Regions from separate parts of the Mus musculus genome. Here all the other regions are linked to region 1. Evidence: chromatin contacts called from public HiChIP or PLAC-seq data. All regions are on one chromosome and are shown on one strand. Each heading gives the region's core, a stretch centred on a gene start, on an enhancer-like site or on the middle of the called end of the contact. The rest is flanking DNA. Distances are from core to core; before and after follow the strand shown. Region 1 has its middle 3.3 kb from the start of Gm33926. Region 2 holds the start of 1700112J16Rik (RIKEN cDNA 1700112J16 gene). Region 3 overlaps Mef2a (myocyte enhancer factor 2A).

Region 1 (4,382 bases), core at 644-3,143:
CCCAGGCCACACAGGGAGGCCATACATATATACTACCTGGATAGCTGTGGTGACAGTTGAATACCCGGTACCAACCACTAGACATCTAAACCAAGCTGTCTCCAAACAGCCGTCAAGTCACTCTCCACCCTATCACAAATGTCCACCAGTGAGGCCCAGGCACCATGCTGCAAGAAGATCCCACACAGTCTGTGACAATTATATACAGATGTCTCACCCCTCTCCCCCCGCCCCCCCCCCCCTATGGAGTTGTAGCTTCCTGCAACAAAGAAGGTTGAGGTTGATCTCATAGATGATGATGATGTCGTCTAAAACCAAGTTTCAAGCCCAGGTTCTCTGTCTCCAGAACAGACTTCTCTACTCTGTAATGCAGGCTCAGCAATCTTTCTGTCCCAGAGGACGCCAGGTAAGATCTTTGTTGAGTCTTGTCTTTGGAGAACTAGGCTGCCCTAGACAGGTTAGGATCTGGTTAATACTTTTTTTTTTTTTTTTTGGTTTTTCAAGACAGGATTTCTCTGTATAGCCCTGGCTGTCCTGGAACTCACTCTGTAGACCAGGCTGGCCTTGAACCCAGAAATCTGCCTGCCTCTGCCTCCCAAGTGCTGGGATTAAAGGCATACACCACCATGCCCGGCCTGGTTAATTCTTGAGGACCACATTGTGTCTGGGGAAACCATCTCCCTTATAGACCTTCTCTGAGCTTGGAGAATGGGCCAGGATCCTGAAGGCAATCACTGAATCTGACATCTTCTGGGTCTGAACACTTACTGAAGGCTGGAAACTGTAGGCTTTGCTTGAATTGGTTTCCTTGGTTATTTTGCTGTTGGGTTCAAATAACGTTAGAGGTGCCCGGAGGCAGACTACCAGCTGGTGTCTGGTTGCCTAGGTTTACGTTTCTGGCTGTATACCTTGCTGGCCATGTGACCCTGGAGAATTGCATAACCTCCCAAGACTGTTTATTCATTTGCAAGATGAGAAAATGGGAAGTCTCCGAGGTTTTCAGGAGAAGCATCAAGTAGGGGAAGTCTAGTCACATAGTCCACGAGTACATGTCACCTGCATCAAGAGGAGGTTCATGTTGGAGGTTCGTGTTCCTCAGTGAAGAGGACCTGGAAGCTTGTTTGCACGGGAGAGAAATCCTTAATAAACCTGAGAGTGTTCCAAACCTGTTTTGTTTTAAGGATTCCAGACAGACTTAAGGTAACAGTTTTTATTACTGGTTTTATTGTTCTGAACAGCCTCAAAAAGTAACTTTGAGGCTCGGAAGGTAACAATTAAGGGCCTCTGGTGGGAGACATCACAGTAGTGAAGTCTTAGCAATGAACTGAGCTGCCCAGCTTCAGTTTCACAGCCACTATCTTCCACCAAGTCTAGTCAGGAAGGGTAGTGAGTACCATACCTGCCACCCGAAGACTTCCAGAAAGAGAAGGCAGATACTGTGACTCAAAGGCAGCCATCTCCTCCCCTGCCCACGCTCCTCAGCCTGCAGACTGCGCCCTGTCAAGACCCTTCTGCCTAGTAACACAGTGAAGCACAGCTCCAAGGCACACGCTGCTCACACTCTCTTTCCCCCAGCTCTGGCTGGGAAATCTGACTGCAGCCTGCCTTTCTGGATCTGAGCTAATTCCCTTGCCAGCCACAGCCAGCCCCACAGCAGCACTTTGTCAGAAAGCAATCTTCCAGCTTGTGGCAGGCAGGGTGCATGCTGGCTGCAGGGTCTTCAGCCTGCTCCCTCGCCCTGCAGGGCAAGGCTTGTCCAAATATTTGGCTTGATCCTGCTCTTACTGATTCATCCCGTGCAGAAACCTCTGTAATTTCATCTCCTGTGTGACTCAGACAAGAGCTGAAAGCAAGGGCGATGCACCAGCAGCTGAAGCCTGCACGGAGAGAGCAGGCCGGCATCCAGTGCCCGAAGTGCCGAGCCTGGCCTCCTGGGCTGGGCGAGAGGTGCAGGCTCTCTCCAGCCTGGCTGGCCGGGAGATTAAATCTCTTTAGTCTGAGATGATTAATGGAACCCCAAACACGCCTCAGCATAGGGTGTAAAATGCACTTTGTTCCGTTTCCAAGTCCTCCCCCCTTTTTAAAATGCTAAATCCATTTGCATCTCATAAATTATATTGGCTCCAAAATGAAGTGCTCCTGACAGCCCAGGCAGGGTGTGGGCATTGCCCTTGTTGTCTCCTCGCTAGGAGACCCTAAGAAAGATCTCGCTTATCTTCTAAGGGAGGAGGGAGGAACAGCCAAGGGTGACCTAGATTCCAAATCTAAAGACAGGTACAGCAGGCTCACCTGCACATCTTCAATGGGCCGCCAGGCATGGTTTCAGAAGCACCCCACAGGAGGAGGCTCCCTTGTGGCTCATGGGGGACATGGTCATCTTCTTCCTCAGCAGTTAAGAAAAAACATGCATTGGGCTAGTGGGGTCCCTTGATCTTCCTGATGCCTCTTGGTGATACTGCCTGGGTGGGAGTTAGGGGGTGATTGACAGCAATGGTAGATTATTTCTTGTGGAGGTGAGGGCAGGGAGGGGTGTCTGAGCAGTGAATGGGGCACAGAGGTGGTGTTTCAGACACCAGGGTACCCAGGAACCAGAGGCAATGGGTGCTCACCCTTCCTCCCCAGCTCTGTGGCATGGAGCCAAGTTACCTGATCTCTCTGGAGTTGTTTTCTCATGCCTTCTTCCAACAAACACTTCCTGAGCGTTCCCTTGGCATCAGGCCTAGAGTTGCCCCCCTCGGCCCTTGAATTCTAGATAGTACATAGAATATTATAGCTGTGTGTGTATAGAATGCCAGGCAGTGGTGAAGTCTAAGAAGATAGAGTGTCATGCAGGCCAGAGAGCCCTAAGGCCATCAATAAGCTGGGCTGAGATGGAAAGATGAAAGTCTCAGGGATGGAGGAGCAGCAGGATGGGAGGGGTCTGCAGAGACTGGGGAAGCCCACGTGTAGAACACAGGATGAGCTTCAGCTCTCATTATCTAGCCACTGGCTGTGGGGTGTGGGCTGAGGATGCGAAAGGGAAGAAGAGAAACCTGGAAAGGAAGTGGCTTAGAAGCCAGGGTGAATGACAGAGCTGTATTCAGCTGGCACCTCCCTTGGCTCTCTCTGCACAGCCCACCCCCATCCCCCGCCTCTAAGACACAGGTGGCTTCACCATCCCAAAAGGTCAGCTGGCTGGGGTTTCACAAGCTGGCATTCCAGCCCTGGGGCTCTCCACACAGGGAGCGAGCCTCCCAGGTCCCAACCAGGACCAGCTGCCCCAGGGAACTCTGACCTATGCAGGGGCATCAGCTGCTGCCAGGGAGGGGTAGAGCTGGAGAGGGAGGGGAGAGGCAAGCTTGCTTCTGGCAGCTGTCCTTGGTAAGGGGTGTGAGCACTCCAGGAAAGGGAAGGAACACACGAACACACACACACACACACACACACACACACACACACACAAATGTTTTTTTGTAATCATCTGCATGTGTGACTTTTCATTTCTGTAGTTTGATTTCATTTCCCATATTGTAAGTAAGAAAACATGTACTGGAAAAAGTTCTCATATATGAAGCAGAGTCATATATGACTGTCCTCATATATGAAGGGTCCCATGGTTTGACCTCCGTGCTCTGTGTCTTTAGGTCTTGACCTTTGTTCAAGACTGGTTCTCTATCCCTGAACCCCACCCAGTCCATCCATGGAAGCTTTTGAGGACAAATTTCTTTATGACTTATTGACAGAAACCAAAGGGAATTTTGTGTTCCTCTTTGGTTTTGTTTTCTTGTTTGTTTATTACAGTGTTGAGGATTTAGCTGAGGCCATCCTCCATACCAAACACGTGCTTTACCAGTGAGCCCTACCCACAGCCTCTTTTCCACTCTCTGAGACCGGGTTTCACTTAGTTGCCCAAGCTGGCCTTGAATTTGCCATCCCCCAACCTCAACTTTGCAGCTCCCTGGGTTTGTTTTCAAGACTCAGAGATTAGAAAGGGGTGGGGGTGGAGCTTAACCCTCTTCCCCAGAGGGAACCTAACAGACAGGGTACAAAGCCCCCACTCAGCACTTTTCACCCCTGTCCCTTCCCCTTTTACTTCCGGACATGACTTGGGCCTGTGCCTGCCTCCTCCAGGGAGTATACTCTGCTTTCCTCTGCTGGCTCGGGGTCCCACAGTGCCAGGTGCAGTGGTCTCAAACTCGCTCTGGGTTTCTTCCTTTGTTCCTATAAGGAGAATGAGGAAGCGCTGCAAGCCAGACTGAGCCCAGCTCGGACAGCGTGTCACCAGTGTGCAGACTCAGCTGAGAAATCCAATCCTTCCCAGGCTTTCTGTGGGCACAGGCGTCGTGCTGAAGGCTGTCAAGTGACAGCAGCGAGGAAGCCAGCCTCATCCTCAGCCGCTGTGC
Region 2 (4,382 bases), core at 1,112-3,611, 220 kb before region 1:
TTGGGTAAACACCAACAGAGGAATTAGCATGGCCATCTTTTCAGAGCCCCGGGTCTTTGCAGCATTCCCATGGAGCACTGATATCTTGAGGAAATAAAAAAAAATTGGATCTTGCTTAGATTTAATGGATCTGAGCGGAACAAGGGATCAGAAGGCTGTCCGGTGCCCCTTCTTGAGAAACTTGGGAGTAGACAGGGCCCTGGAGGTGTTGAATTAAGCCTTCCGAACCTGGATATAAATCCCAGATGCTGGGGCTCAGGTCAAAGGTTAGCCAGAGAAAGTTGAAGGACTGGAAAAATGGGGTGAGGGGAGACCCTGGCAATGAGGTCAACAAAGTGGGGGTGTCAAACCCCACCTTAAGAACCTTTAAATGACCACCCACAGCATACAGACAAGAATGTGGGTATGGCTCTGGGAAAACCCAGCTATTCTAAAGTAAGGACCTTCAGTCAGCCCTGACTTGCAGCAGGCAGAGAGTGAGTGGCCAAAAGAAACCTTTTGATGGCCCGTGGGAAACCTCTAAAACAGTCCAACCCAGAAGGCACCGCACTCCCCAAGGATGTCTGAAGGGATGTGACTCCAGTTGACATCCACTTAACACAGCTCACCCTGTCCAACAGGTTCCTGTCTCCAGGAACTTCCCCATCCTCAGCCCTGAGGATGACTGTGATATAAATGAATTCAAGGAGGATTAAAGGTCACCTGACAAACTTGTCGCTGTGTAGAATAAGGCTGGGCACTCTAGACGTTCCTGTTAGGGCCCAGGCTCCATCAGTTTCAGCTGCTTTGACAAAGTGCCTCAGACTCATTCCCACAGTTCCATAAAAGGAAAACCAAGTCAAGGTGGAGGCGTGGTGTAGGTCTGGGGGGGCTGGGGCTGCCATCTAGGCACACACCTCACACTGCTGTCTTCACACTTGAGTATTCTCCTCTATAGACTGGGATCTGATATAATCCCTGCTAGTCTGAAGACCAAATGTTGCTGGGATGATCCCTGGTGAGTGTTCAGCACACACAGCTCATGAGGTAAGAGGGGAAAGCTGGCTACAATGAGAAGCATAAACATTCATTTTCCACGAAAGGAATTCATATTCAGGCTTGCCATAGACTGACTTGTGTCCCCTTTCCTTCCTGTTGAAACCCTACCCTCTGAAGTGAGCTTTTAAGGTGGAGCCTTAAAGAGGGGACTGGGTCAGTGCCCTTGTGAAGGGCTTGGCTTAGACTCTTTAAAAGAAATAAAAAATTAAAAGACAAAACTTTCGACATTCCATGGCAGTTCTGCTTAGCCCTGGAGTTCAGAGCCATATTCAGAAAGCTAAATAGTTGGCCCCTGCTACCTTGCATCCTCTATCCCAGGAGAAGGCTGGACTTGGGAGGGGACAACATGTTTGACAAGGGTTGAAGGATATCCGAGTGGATACCTCTGGTGATGGGGTGGGTCTCCACTAACTTGGGATCAGATCAGTGGACCTGTTCATGTGGCTGGGCACCTGGCCCACTCTGATAGGTGGGACATAGCGTTCATACTTCTCAGGCAGCCTCATCCAAGCCTGTAAACTGTCACAAACCACAAATACCTCAGTGGGAAACACATGTGCTGGGTATATTAGCGAGGCTCACCTCCTGGGTTGGGGGGCAAAGTAAACAAATGTTTAAACAGATGTTTAAAGCCAGAAAGAAGAGTCCTGTGGCTAGCAGAGAGGGCCATGACCTGGTGCTTTCCTGGCCTTAGACATTTAGAGTAAGACTTTTAGTTTTATTCTAAATCATAGGAAGAATTTCTGGGCTCTTGTTTCAATGTTGATTCCCAGACAGGCTTAGCACCTTGGTTCAGCGGCCAGCCATCTGCATTCTTTGGTGTAATGCCTGCCCACGACACTTAGTTTCTTCCTTATTCATTGGATGAGTCTTACTCCATTAAGGATTTTAATCTTGGTTACAAAACAATGCCACAGGTTCTCCGCCCTTTTCCAAATAGCAGGGACGCTCTGGCTGGCCAGATGATACATATTCTCCTTTATCCAATTCTGGTCTGTGTTGTCAGGGCAACATTTCACATCCCTGGACTTCTGTTTATCTCTGGGCAGGGGCTGGCAACCATTCGGCCCCTCAAAGGATACTGGGTCGAAGATTCAGGTTGAGGCTACCTGGGTCAGGCCTCTCGAGTGGCGCACCGCCGTACTGGGTACGCTCCTGGCCACGGATCAGGACGCACATGGGTCAAAGGTCTCTCCTGCCGGGAAGAAGACCGAGGCTTAGCAGAAAGCTGTGGCCACCGAGGAGGCCAAGATACCTGGCTCAGAAGGGGAAACCGGGAACAGCTGGGATAAATGACATAGGAGCACAAGTCCAGGGTCCACGCTGGAGCCCCGCCCATCAGGGCCCGCCCTCATTCTGACCTCTCAGCACCTCCCGGCTCTGCCAGGGCCCGCCCTCCTCTGAAGTCATTGGTTGGCTCTTAGTCCCCGCCCCCGGAAGACCTGCTTTTTGCAGCCAATCGGCGGGCGCGGTGGCGGTGAAGCCTGGGAGCGAGGTACCCGAACCTGGAGCAGGGTCTGCTGGGTTGACTTGGGGGGCCAGGGCTTCTGGCCCTGTCACTGTGGGCTCAGTGGAGGGCTGCCAATCCAGGGCCAGTGCCTGTGTCCACAGAGGGCTGGTGCCGGCTTGCGGGAGTGGCAGGATGTGTATTCTTTGGAAAGTTGGGGCCGGGCCTGTTTAGGCCCAGGGGCGGGGACGTCTGAAATTTGTTTTGTCTCCTGCTTAATGACAGCCCACCTGTCATTGGAGGGAAACTGAGGCCTCTTTTGGCCGCCCCGGGTGCCAGGGGCTCAGAATTTGAGACCAGAGGGAGATACCTGAGGTTGGCTGTTCCCTTAAAGGGCCATGCAGAAGGGACCGCCAGGAATGCCTGGAGTCTCATTCCAGCCATTTGGAAGGGAAAGGTTGGTTGTGGCTCTGGCGTTTGACTCCAGGTGGCAATAAGGGGACCGTGGGGGTGAAATGAGTCCAGAATGACTGTGAGAAACGGACAAATTGAAATTTGATAGGTTTTTCCATTGCTCATCAATTAGGTCACGTCAGCCAGGGTCAAAATAAGAGAACTATGGTTGTTCCCAGCTTCTGTCCTTTCCCCTGAAGACACCTTGGGATGCCTAATGAGGTTTTTGTCCAAAGATTCTAAGTGTAAGATTCTCAGTGTCAGAGAGCTGAGAACAGTTGTCACCTCACACAGTGCTGAGACACAGTGGTTTCTTCTGTGGGCTAGGGGAAGCACAGCTGGGGGTGGGGAAGAAGGGTGGGGAATCTTTTTTGCACACAGTAAGCACTTAGGGAAAGTATGATCTTATTCTGTGTCAGTATCAGGTGGACAGGTGTGAGGATGTCCTTCTGTCCTGATGCTGTTTGTTTGATATTGGCAATATTAGGAAGTTACTAACGAGACAGTCCTCTTTAGGAAGCCAGAGGAAAATGAATAGCATTTGTGTGGAATTAACTCCAGGTCTGATTTTCAGTTAAGAGAAAATGAGGCAGAAGGAAGTGTTAGCCAAGAGCTTCCAAGGTCCAGCTGCTGTCTGCAGGACTCCAAACAGCCACGTTTACATGTTCAACAATGGCAGCGGGGACTCTGGGGACTCCTCTGAGGAAGAGTCACATCAGGTGGTGTTACGACCCCGGGGCAAGGAGCACCAGAAGAACAGCAGCCAACGGCCAGGAGCAGGCACCATGGTTCTGCTGCAGCGGGAGCTGGCTCAGGAAGACAGCCTCAACAAGCTGGCTCTCCAGTATGGCTGCAAAGTAAGCTGACCTCAGTCCCTCTGCCCTCCAGGGTTGAGAGAGGCACGGGGGGGGGGGAGGGGGTCCACTATAGGCGGGGGTCACTATAGGACCTTCCTGACCCCCATAGGCGACTAGAGTCCTCCCTAGCCAGGGCTGGAAGCTGGTGGAGGTACCCTTCATTCAGAACTCTGGGCTCAGGAAGGGTCAGTTAGTTGGGCACCTCAGTTCAGGGTGTGCTTGTCCTGTGTCCTCCACAGGGACACTATGAAACAGTGTGGCCTCTGAGCACACTGGATTTAAGGTCTTAGGGCTGGAGATGGTAGGCGGAGTCCACACGTTTCTGTGGCATGCTTCTCTCACTACTTGTATTTTCTGACCTTTGCTTGCCAGTAGCTAATCTGACTAGTAGAGTTTTCTCTCTTCTCCCTAGTAGAACTGCATGGTCTGGCCCCTGTGCTGTGCGTTTGTATAACCTTATCTTTCTCTTTAATTATGTTTTTAGCACTCAGAGTGATTAACAGTGGCAAAGTAAGTTGGAAAGCGTTTCTGGAATCGCTCTTTTCTCCCGCATTGAAACAGTCTGTTTCCCGCTGTTGACTCCATGC
Region 3 (4,382 bases), core at 586-3,085, 160 kb before region 1:
AAGGAAAGGCCACCCAGAGACTGCCCCACCTGTGGATCTATCCCATATACAGTCACCAAACCCAGATACTATTGTGAATGCCAAGAGGTGCATGCTGACAGGAGCCTGATATAGCTGTTTCTTGAGAGGCCTTGCCAGACCCTACCAAATACAGAGGCATATGCTTGCAGCCAACCATTGAACTGATCACCAGGTCCCCAATGGAGGAGTCAGAGCAAGGACTGAAGGAGCTGAAAGGGTTTTCAACCTCATAGGAAAAACAACAATATCAACTAACCAGAGCTCCCAGGTTCTAAACCACCAACCAAGGAGTACACATGGAAGGACCCATGGCTCCAGCAATATATGTAGCAGAGGATGGCCTTGTTGGGCATCAATGGGAGAAGAAGCCCTTGGTTCCATGAAGGTTCGATGGCCCTGTATAGGGGAATGCCAGGTTGGGGAGGCAGGAGTGGGTAGATATGGGGGCACATCTACATAGAAGCAGGAGATGGGGAGATGGGATAGGGGCTTTCTGGGGAGGAAATCAGGAAAGGGGATAGCATTTGAAATGTAAATAAATAAAATATCCAATTTTTAAAAAGAAAATGAAGAATACTACATATAATATTTTTACCTTTTCTATCTTTTTCTGCAACCCCCTTTTAAAGAAATCTTGCAATTCCAACACAATCACCTGAGAAGTCCACAATCTGAAACCTATTCTATTCCACTCTTTTAGTGGCTAGCCAAACCTCCACAGTAAAGACAAAGCCTTCCACAGTCAGGAGGATCTGGTTTGTATCTCAGGTCTCAGTTACTTCCCTCTTAATACCACACTTCAGCTATACTTAGCTCATATAAACTTAAAATAAAGTGCCGATTAGATTTTTCTAATTTCCACCTAAGCCACCTCTTGACCTACAATACGCTTTTTCCTTTCCTTTCTTTGTAACCCCATTTCCTTCTCTAAGCATTCTCCGTAAGGCTGGTGAGGTCACCTCTGAAGCAAGTGCTCCTCTGACCGGCTCCCAAGCCTCCTCTGCTCCTGCGCTAATCTTGACAAAGATTTCACAAACGCACTGAGGACCTTCCAGAGAAGAAATACAGAACATTTTTACTTGATTAAAACTTTCAATGTTCATTCTTTGATACATGTGAACATAAAAAGAACACACCGATATTAATCAGCAGTCACAAAAACCTGTCTTATGGAAATGCGAGTTCTACTATAGTGACTGTGACGGTTTGTATATGCTAGGCCCAGGAAGTAGCACTATTAGTAGGTGTGGCCTTGTTGGGAGTAGGTATGTAACTGTGGGCCTGGGCCTTAATATCTGTCCTAGTTGCCTGGAAGTCAGTCTTCTCCTGTTTGCCTTCGGAACAAGATGTAGAACTCAGTTCCTTTGGCCCCACATCTGCCTGGATGCTGCCACACTCCCACCTTGATGATAATGGACTGAACCTCTGAACCTGTAAGCCAGCCCCAATCAAATGTCATCCTTTTAAAAGTTGTCTTGGTCACGGTGTCTATTCATAGCAGTAAAACCCTAAGTTTTCTTCCAGTGCACTTTCATTTCTGTTTTAACATTAATCTCTCATGGAATAAGTATGATCTCGAGAAAGACTGCATTTTAATAAGGAACTGCACATAGTTCCTTATTAAAAAGCACACAAATAAAAGCCAACAGCTATATAATGAACAATAATATCAAACAGGTATCAAAACAAGAATAGTAAACTTGAAATAGCAAGAACTATGGTGACTGCAATGTAAAAGGAAGGTGCCAAGGACGTGTGGAGGAGGCCGCAGGACTGTGCGCCTCACCCTGTGAGTCATCACCCTGCTACTCCAAGCTCTGTAAAGAATAAAAGAGCAGGGCAGGGCAGGGCTGGAGGTGGAGGGAGCTTTGCCTTGTCTTCAGATGCCTCATTATTTTCTCCTTCGCCTGCTGCTCCAACTGGAGCCCTGTAAAACATTAGGCAAGCCTCTTAAGTACTCCCTGTCTGTTCCATTTCTCATTATAATATGGGGTGCTGGAGGTGGATGGGGGGTGTCAATGCTTCCCAAAGCTTCTTTGAGGACAGTGTTAGACTGTCAGAAAATACAAATGGAATTGTGTCTTCCATTACTATATGGTCCAGACCAGATGATACTCAGAAACAGGAGCCACTGAACAATTTTGGTTTTTGCTCACCTATGGTCACAACTCCAAATGGAGTAAATGAATTTGGGGTTTACAAAAACTTGCAACAATAAAAAGTTTATGAACATGCAATAGCTTCAAATTAATTCAAGGTCAAACATGGCATAGCGACACACATCTGTAACTGTAGTACTTGGAAGGTGGACACAGGAGGATCAAGAGTAGCCTCTGCTACAAAGAGAATTTAAAGCTAGTCTGGACTAAAAATTGCCTCAACAAACACTTAAAACCAAACCAAAGCCTAACCTGCTTCCTGCACAGCATGTGGCATGCAGCTCAGATCTCCAGCACTCAGGTTAAAGGTGGGTGGGTGCTCACAGCCGTTCTCAACTCACGCTTTGCACTGGGCATGCCGTCACACCATGGAACACCAACTAATGCTGCCTGAAAAATTTCTGCCACTTAAAACTGCTGTCCATTGTGAAGTGCAGTATTCTTATTACACATGCCAAGGTTTCTGCATATGGACCCATAGTAGTTCATGGAAAAACAATTAAAATTTTCTACTGTTATTAGTTAGCATTTCTCAAATTAGTGTGTCTTGGGGTGATCCTGAATGGTGTAGAATTGCTACTTGAGTTATTAATTTACACACACAGTATTATGAAGTTTGGCTTAAGATTATGACAAGATTTCTAGCTTCTGAAATAGTCCTTATCATAGTTCTGCCACTTTGTATTCCATATTTATGTGAAATGGCATTTTGGCACTGTTCATTATAAAATCAAAATATCAACCAACCAAAAAAAATTCTCTAGGTCCTGCAGTATTGCAAATTCAAATTTAATGTTTTATATAATGGCAACTTACACCAATATTTGGTATACTATTTTAAACTTTGAAAAGATTTCTTAAAAATATGACTCAAACTTGCTCAGTATCTGAAATTAATTCAGGGTATATTTTCATGAATAAAAGGTTTGAAAAAGCTAAAAAAATCACTGTCAAAAAAGTGTGCTCACTTCAAGCTGTTGGTTTACAACTCCACTTAGAACAAGTAAACCAAGTTTCTTAGACCTCATCTCTAAGATTTTTCTTTTAGGTCTGGTTGGGGAACAAAACACTAGGTTCTAAAAATGTTCACGGTGATTTAGTACTGATAAGTCAGGTTATCACATTTTGGGAACCACTGTTCTTAAATAATGTATTCCTGGCACAGTCAATTTTATTACTACCTTTTTTTTTTAATCTTAAAGATTCTATTATTATTTATTCATGTGTCAAATTTCCTAGAACTGGAGCTACAGACAGCTGTGAGCCACCATGTGAGTGCTGGGAATCAAACCACAGTCTTCTAAAAGACCAGCTTTAACTGCTGAGCTGTCTCTAACCCATTCTGATTTCCTAGTCGACAGGTGCATTTTATAGTAATTCTCTATTTTCTTTCTTTTTGTATTAATTCCAGTTTGCTTTGTGTTTTGAATGTAGGAAATTAAAACTAAAAATGTGACATTTCATGGCTGAGGAGACAGGTCTGGGCAAACTGCTTGCTGTGTAAATATAGTAGTTCATATCTCCAGGAATCCCATTAAAAGGTGGGCTGGTTATAATCCCAGTCTATAATCTTTGTGCTGGGAAGGGAGAGTTAGGGAACCTGCATAGCAAGCTGGTTAGCTAGACTTGGTAAGTTCCAGGTTCAGTGAGAAACCTTGCCTCTGTAAATAAAACAAACAATGATCAAGGAAGACATCCAATGTCAACCTCTGGTATCCTCATGTGCACCCACAAACATGTATGCAAACACAAACATACAGTTTAGAATTTAAGTTATCATCATCTTATTCCATTAATCACAGTGCCTCAATATCCTCAGTTGTATATTAGGGAAAATAATAAAAACTCTAAGATAATACAAGTGAAATAATGAATCTATCAGACCAGAGAGCTCAAGAAATAGCTCAGTGCCAACCAGCCAACATGAAGAAGTGGGTTTGCATCCCCATGACCAATGCAAAACAGCAAGTACAGTGGTACATATCTGTAACTCCAGTGGAGGGGGGTGGCAGAAATATGGAGATAGATGAATTCCAGCCACCCTGACCCTATCACTAAATTTCAGCTTCAGTGAAGAGACCTTGTCTCAAAAAGCAGGTTTACAATAACAGAGGCAGTCATCCATATTGACCTCTGGCTCCTCACACAACCATGCACACATGCATATACCACATGCACACAGTAAGTTATCAGACTGTAAAC

Evidence for each region. HiChIP or PLAC-seq counts read pairs in DNA pulled down with a chosen protein or histone mark.
Region 2: an HNF4G HiChIP or PLAC-seq map of pancreatic cancer cells shows a contact between it and region 1. The contact joins the promoter of 1700112J16Rik here to the enhancer-like site in region 1. A contact is called at or near these places in 4 of 39 promoter capture datasets (embryonic stem cells and liver), 4 of 115 datasets of contacts at active chromatin or transcription factors (memory CD8 T cells, microglia, pancreatic cancer cells and 1 more) and 2 of 9 other capture datasets (adipose tissue and liver).
Region 3: a FOXA1 HiChIP or PLAC-seq map of pancreatic cancer cells shows a contact between it and region 1. The contact joins two enhancer-like sites. A contact is called at or near these places in 1 of 484 Hi-C or Micro-C datasets (pancreatic cancer cells), 2 of 115 datasets of contacts at active chromatin or transcription factors (microglia and pancreatic cancer cells) and 2 of 9 other capture datasets (adipose tissue and liver).

What each region holds. Positions count from the first base shown.
Region 1 is chr7:67,441,553-67,445,934 of GRCm38.p6, forward strand. No RefSeq gene overlaps it. Among named protein-coding and RNA genes, the nearest start is that of Gm33926, 3.3 kb to the left of the region's middle. Within about 2 kb of position 1,894, at least 205 of the 459 cell types and tissues checked have an H3K27ac peak or open chromatin away from gene starts, as enhancers often do. A contact at or near this core is called in adipose tissue, memory CD8 T cells, microglia and 1 more, where this site is marked.
Region 2 is chr7:67,220,097-67,224,478 of GRCm38.p6, forward strand. 1700112J16Rik (RIKEN cDNA 1700112J16 gene) reads right to left here and starts at 2,362. Exons shown (of 3, transcript NR_131044.1): 1 at 2,148-2,362; 2 at 1-84. It overlaps Lysmd4 (LysM, putative peptidoglycan-binding, domain containing 4), which reads left to right and starts at 2,448. Exons shown (of 3, transcript NM_175215.4): 1 at 2,448-2,533; 2 at 3,513-3,795. The coding sequence starts at 3,523.
Region 3 is chr7:67,285,811-67,290,192 of GRCm38.p6, forward strand. All of the region lies in intron 4 of Mef2a (myocyte enhancer factor 2A), which reads right to left. Among named protein-coding and RNA genes, the nearest start is that of Lysmd4, 65 kb to the left of the region's middle. Within about 2 kb of position 1,836, at least 61 of the 459 cell types and tissues checked have an H3K27ac peak or open chromatin away from gene starts, as enhancers often do. A contact at or near this core is called in pancreatic cancer cells, where this site is marked.